Linked DNA regions of Drosophila melanogaster: region 1 is linked to region 2. The links are chromatin contacts, called in public Hi-C maps. All regions are on one chromosome and are shown on one strand. The core of a region is the stretch at or near the end of the contact, and the rest is flanking DNA. Distances in the headings are between cores, read along the strand shown. Region 1 holds the start of RhoGAP19D (Rho GTPase activating protein at 19D). Region 2 holds the start of amn (amnesiac).

Evidence for each region. A called contact is a pair of places that touch in the nucleus more often than the background predicts.
Region 1: a contact with region 2 is called in a Hi-C map of the Kc167 cell line, with 2.1 times the contacts expected there. The contact joins the promoter of RhoGAP19D here to the promoter of amn in region 2. A contact is called at or near these places in 1 of 107 Hi-C or Micro-C datasets (the Kc167 cell line) and 1 of 6 datasets of contacts at active chromatin or transcription factors (the Kc167 cell line).

Annotation. Positions count from the first base shown.
Region 1 is chrX:20,508,317-20,511,970 of dm6, reverse strand. It overlaps RhoGAP19D (Rho GTPase activating protein at 19D), which reads left to right and starts at 1,277. Exons shown (of 15, transcript NM_001298567.1): 1 at 1,277-1,452; 2 at 2,504-2,605. CG1812 reads right to left here and starts at 427. Exons shown (of 4, transcript NM_134553.3): 1 at 1-427. The coding sequence starts at 63.
Region 2 is chrX:19,888,672-19,892,059 of dm6, reverse strand. It overlaps amn (amnesiac), which reads left to right and starts at 2,000. Exons shown (of 1, transcript NM_078692.2): 1 at 2,000-3,388. The region is part of intron 4 of Hers (Histone gene-specific Epigenetic Repressor in late S phase); the gene reads right to left.

The DNA of each region.
Region 1 (3,654 bases), core at 28-2,527, 620 kb before region 2:
TTTGGCCGCAGCCGACGTTGCTGTCGCTGCCGGCGTCACTGCTGGCGCTGGCGTCGCTGCCATGCTGTTCGCTGTACTCTCTCGGAACGGACCAAAGATTAGAGCGGGCTATTAACCTATATATATGTTAACCTATGTGGTCCCAAGGTTGGGGAATCCGTCTGATAAGAAATTCTTGAGATGACCGAGCTTCTGGTGCGCGAGTGCGAGTGCGAGCGAGAGGGCAGCACGTTCTGTTTACACTCGCGGCCAGCTGTCTACAAACCGTTATTTGGCGAACTATGAACCGTTCTACGACAAATATACGCACGAAATTAGCTAAATTATTGCTAAACACTGGCAGAGAAAAAAGTTTCGCGTGCGATTTCTTTGCTTGTTGCTACCTCTTTGCTTCTTTTCCCTCTTGCGACTTTTTACTTTTCGCGTTTTTGACGTTTCTTCTCTTGACGTTTGAACTGCCAAGTCGGCTAGCACCGCTAGTGATGCGCATTTAGCTATCGATTGCGGAGCGCGATCGTTTAAAATTATATTTTCAAATTTCATATATATACCCGTATTCCTGGGTGCTTTTAATTGGGAGACGGGTGAGTATGCAATTTAAAAGGTTTTTATAAGAGAATGCTAGCTTTTGAAGTCAAAAGCTCGCGAATTTCCCCTTTAACATTGATATGGTAGCATTTAAAAATGAAATTGTTAAATTTGCACCAAAATAAGTCTATGTTAGTTACTTAGTTTAGCTTAGTAAGATAGCTTACGTTAACTTTAGGCAGAAATATTAATACTAAAAGAATAATTAATTAATTTCTTTAAAAAAGTCAATCTTATCAGAGACATTGAAGTATTTCACGTTAGGCAGTTGTTTCTTGTTAGAAAATGTTTTTCGGATCCGCAAATAATTTTGATACGAGAAAAGATATCTAATTAAGTATTATATATTATATAAATATATATTTAAATTAATACACTATGATATTAGTGTGGGTGAGTTCAAATACACTCTTAAAAATACGCGTTCCATTCTTGGACCAACATTTATTCAGCGTGCTGTATCTATTCACTGCAAATATTTCAGAATAAAGTGCAGGCTAGCAGGTAAAAAAATTGTATTTAATTTTTTTTCTCACAATATCTATAGTCTCCAGTGTTAACTAATGGCCAAAGTTTCGTCCAGTGGTGATATCGCAGCATAAGCCGATAAGCTGCTGCAAAGTATCGACATACGTCCAGGCATGAAAACATCGATAGCCTGCGTGGCATCGGCCGTATTCCACCTCTACTCGACTGGTCTGGTCACTCGAAAATCACATCGGACGAAATCGAGTGGAAAGCGGAGCAAGTAAAACAAGAAGTAGAGTAAAATACACAACTAATTAATTGTAATTTGGCCGAAAGTGCAGACGGTGCGCGCGCGATCGCTTGATTGTATTGTGAATCATTAGTAATTAAAGCAGCGTAAGTGCTGGCGCAACCACAACAACAAACGTGTGGCGTCAAATTTTTTTTTTGTGAAAAGAAAAAGGCGAAAAGTGTAATAAAAAAGTAAAAAGCAAGCGATGAATGTGTGCAAGGCGTTCCAAAAAATACAAGGATCGATGCAAGGCGAAGAAAAACACACAACGAATTCGGCAAACATTTTGGTTGTTCGCTAGTTAAAGTAATTAGTTTATTGCTCGCCGCCGCCGACGACGCCAAAAACAACAACCACAACAACAGAAGCAACGAAAGAAAGCAACAGTCAAATGGCGAAGAAGAAGCAGAAGCTGAAGCGGCAACAACAATTGGAGTGCAAAATGCAACGTGCATGAAATAAAGATTTTTACTCTGTATTTGTGGTTTTTTTGCACAGGCCCAAATGAAAATTGTCGCGCTGTTTCTTTTTCTTCCTTTCTCTTTCCCGCACTCTGCAACCTTAAAGAAGAAGCAAAAAAGCGGAGCAATTACGAAAGGAAGGAAAAGAAATGAAAAAGAAATGAAGTCGTGTAGGTGTGTGTGAGTGTGTTTTTGTGTGCGGTATGTGCGTGTGTGCGCGCCACATGAGGAAACTGCCAGCAGCGACGCCAACTGCGGCGTCGGCAGCATGTAGAACCCAAAAAATAAAGCAAAACAAAAAAGTCCACAAGAAAAAACATAAAAACACAGTTACGGTTACGATAATAGTATCAATAGCATCGCGTTTACTGACAATTAAAATTTGTTAAAAATAACAAACATTTTAGTATCTTTAAAGTAAAATAATCAATCTTATGTCACGAAAGTAAAAGAGTGCACTCCTTTCTACTTTTCTTGAGTTATCGGTAGTTAACGGTAGAATGCCCTTTGAAGTGCTATTATTTTGACCGTTACTGCTGATTTTTTGGCTGCCACTGACTCACATTTCATTGATAAGAAGAAGAAGGAAAAGAAAAGAGAGGAAAGAATGGGAAAGAATTGAGGAATGTCCTTAAATAAACAAACAATAAATCGCCTTATCAGCTCCACACCGTTTTTGTTGTGTTTTTTCTAGTTTGCAAAATTAAAACGAAATCATAAATATACAAAAAGGAAGCAACAAAAAAGTTTAAAAGAAAATCGTCAGAAAGGGAGAAGAAAATCTTCCTGGTTTTTGGTAAGTATCATAGGCTTTTTGTTTATTTTATAAAAATGTTGTGTAAATCTAAACAGTATAACAATTGAAGAATCGGCACTTTTCGGCCCATTTTGTGCACTCTCTTTATTGCTCTCTTGCTCTGTTCCCATCTTTCACGTCTTCCATTTTCCGTTGTATGCCAGCAGCGAAAGTTGTCTTCCTGCTTTTTAGGTTTTTTTTTTGTTTACGTACCACCAGACTCCCTTCTCTCTTCTACTGGACCTCTTTCTCTCATTTCCTCTCTGCGGAGAATTCTTCTGCAGAATTCACAGAGACAACGCAAGAAATTAGGCGAATAAAAAAATGTGTTCATTCTTAAAACTTCTGAATTATTTTTTATTTTTTGATAAATAAGTGCAATAAATTTTCATTTACAAGAATTGTAGCCCTTAACAGTCAAACGATTGCGTTTGAAGGGATTTAACCTTTTTCGAACTTTAAAACCCCTGTCACATTGAAGAATATTAAAGAATATTAAAAAAAGTAATCAACAGGAATAAATTACTTAATTTCTGAAATTATTCCCAAATTACCGCAGTATTTGCTGGCTATAACGATATTGCCATATAGCGCCCACTTAAAAATTGCAGGATAATTTTCGTGAAACCTCCGTAATTTGCAATCAATACTCAGCTGGTTTAAAATTTCCCATTTCGCAGTGGAATTATCGGGCACTTTCGGCCAACTTTTTACCCATTTCCTCTACTGTTTTACTATTTTGCCACTTAACTTCGTTGACATTGCCCCTAACTTGAGGACAATGGGCAAATAAAGACATGAACAATCGGAGCACACGCACCTCTGCTGCAAATGGTAAAAGTCAATAGATAATTATGTATAATGAGCAAAGAATTACGTTGCCCAATTGGCAATTATTGCAACAATAGTTAAATCCATTACGTGTTTCTGCCCCCTGCGAATGCCGGCCAATAATAACGGGCATTTCCAGCCCGAGCTCGAACTCGGACCGAATCACGAATTGTAAGAAAACTCAACTTTATGCGCCGGACTTTGGTTACTGTTACTGT
Region 2 (3,388 bases), core at 751-3,250:
ATAACGAAAGCCAGACGAAAATCGGGGGGAAATACATAGTTAGTGTGGGCGTTGTAGAAGACGAGTAGGCGCTACCAGAAGACCAGAAGACGAGGGAGAAGAATGCGAAGACTAATCGCAAAAATGATCGAAAGAAATTTCCATAGAATAAATTAATCAAAGTGATCCGCAATGCAAAAAAAAAAAATATTTATATATATATAAAACAAACGGAACTTATTTATTCACTCGCTCAAAGCCCATAAAGTCAAAGCCCATGGAGCGATTGCTGCGATAGTATTTCTGAATGCTTACTAACCTAAAAACTCGTTTTGATCTCCTAGCCGCATAGTCAGTTATTTGTTTAAAACATTCTAGGCAAAGCAAATGGATCGAGTTTGAGCAGTTTCTTCAGAAAGAACGCTTTTATGGGCCCGCTAATCATCACATTTCATCTATGATCGTTCGATCGATTGTAAAAGAACACAACGTAAAGTTCACATCTTAAGTGAAATTCCGAGTATATCAACAGATAACTTATTACAATAATTCAAGTGAAATAGATAAGGGATATGACCGTGTATCTAATCTAATCCGCACATTTAAAACCAAACTTCCTGTCACATATTAAAACAAGATGGTACGAAGTCTTTTTTTTTTTTTTTTTTGAAAACAAATTTATCCGACGTAAGAAAATAATGGTCAATGGTTCAAGCGTTGGATTTGTAAGATCCGCATGGCTAGTTATGATAGTATTTTTATACTTTTGGTGATTTTTGATTGCAAAAGCAATGCTTTCTTCTGGTATCCCGCTGAATCCCAATAGTAAGATTCGAATAGATAATACTGCCGTATTTGTATCTTTGCCGTGTTTTATAGCTATATAGAGTTGACGCGTGCTAACTGCCCCTATATGGTGGTCCCAGTTCCCCAAACCCCTCGATTATCCAATGGCCGACATTCAATTGCGCAGCGCGGCGGCAGAGAACTACAGTTAATTGCATTTACAATATTGCCACAGTTAGGTCGATTCTTTATGGTTTGTATAGATTGTATGGGTTTTAGGAGAATGCGAATCTTTTGTGGGACGGAGAGGGGCGGTGCAGCAAGCATGTTCGTTTAACGATCTCCCCAGCTCATGTTTATTTATGAGTTGCCAATCGAATCAATTTCATTCGACTCGACTTGACTCGGACTTGACTTGAATCGCTTTCAACTGTTGTTGTGCAGCTGCAAAATGCAAATTTTGGACAAAATCCATGGTACGTACACATATATACATATGGATATATGAACGTCTGTATGTTGTGCACCTGTGTTCAAGTTAAACGTAGTGCCGTCCTCTCCTTTTAATTATTAAGTAATATACATAAGTGTATAGATCATATCGTCTAATATGCAGAAAAGTCCAATCGAACGGATGAAAGGAACCTATCAGCTTTAACATCCTTTCTATGTACGTATGTACATATGTATGTACACATACCTCAATTATATCCTGTACTGCATATGCACCAACAATTGTGAAGCATTGAAGCATACATAATACATACATATATTTCATATATATTACAAAGCTGTTGCTACTGATCAGAAACTCGTCTATTATAATGCCACAAACACACCCCTTTACCTGTTGCACGCGTTTTCCCAAAGACAATATACCCCTTTTCTGAGCGACTAATTGAAATAGTCCAGTACGAACCCTTATTTTGACAACAGCTGCACGAGTGGCTGCATACGATATATATATATGTATGTATGTATGTGTGTACATATATGTACATGTACTGATATGTGGTATGGATTGGGTTCCCATAGATGGCATGGCTTGGCATGGCATGCAGGTCTAGGGCAGTGCCAAAACCGACGACGAAAGCAACTATCAAATGCCGTTCAAGGCCGTTTGAAATTGCGTGGCAGGCAGAACAAGTTCCACACATCGGTGTGTGTGTGTGTGTGTGTGTGTGTATTGTTATTAACCAGCTGATGTGCGTCCGCGTGTGTGTGGAAGTCTTCGGAAGGGGTGCGCACATCCTAAGTGCGCAAAAGCCATGATTGCAAGCTTTTCGGACTCGGAAAAACAATACAATACCAACGGCAGATTTGGTCATTCAGGCAGGCAAATTGTCAAATAACTAACGGTTACTTTAGTGCTCATTAATGTTTTTATGTGCTTTAATAGATACGCTACTATTTTAGTTATTTCCCCAATGCAATACGTTAAGATACTCATCTACTAAGAGACGAATTTTTATTTACCCATTAATAATAACGGATGATTCGGAAATCGCATACGAAAACGCCTTAGTTGTATATTTACTCCTTTTTCTACCCTTACTACCGTATACGTAATAACAATAATGAGCCAGAGACGATTGGTGGCTAAGTATGTACACTGGCGAAAATACCTTTCAGCAAGCATAACCATAGCTTCCTTTTTACAGGATCCAGATAAAACGCGCAGATAAAAATGTTAGGCAGTGACATCTGTTGCAGATGAAAAGGATTAAGAACTACAGATTCAAAAGGCTGCTCCTTTTCTTTCAGTGTGAGAGAGGGAGAGAGAGAGAGAGGGTTTAGGTGGAGGCAAGTCGGCAGGGGAGCAGGAAGCATGAAATTGAGAGAAAATAAGGATAAACAAGCCGAAGGATATGGGACGGCACTGTTGCTTCGCAAGTGTGTGTGTGCACGTCCTGACCGCGTGCACACACACGCCGTGTGGCCGTGTATAAGTGTGCGAGCGAGAGGGGGCGATCGATGGTGTGAGTGACTGGCAATAGCCGCCGCGTCTTATTGACATTAAAACCGCTGCTGCTGCCGCCGCCGCCGTCGCCAGTCGACTTCACATATACCCGCTCTCTCGAGTCCCTCCCCATACCATTCCATACCATCCCATCCCTACCATTCATCCTGGCTCGTTCTTCTTCCTCTTTTATTTTTAAATAACACCCGGCGCAGATGCTAAACAAGACGCCAGAAATTAAAGTGCAAAGGTGTGTGCTGCAGCAACAACAGCAACAACAGCAACAACAACAGCGTCCTCGACAGAAGGACGATACTTTGGCGTTGTACTTAGCGTCAACCGAAGAATACGAAGACAAGGACCGCGAACAATGTGGGATCAAGGATCTAAGCAGATATATATGTATGTATGCACATATACCAAATGTTCCGAGCGTCCACATGGTGCGGATTTAATCACGCACACACATTGGCATTCATGAAAGGATATCGGATATGTATAGAGTATCAAACGGAACCGCTGCGCAAGATGGAAAACAGATTTGATCGCTAATCAAGTAAATAGATGATACATATCATTGTCAAACTTGAAATTAAATGAATCAAAAGTACTGAACATCCTGAATCAAGCAAATGACATATGGCATCCTATGTGAAAAAATAA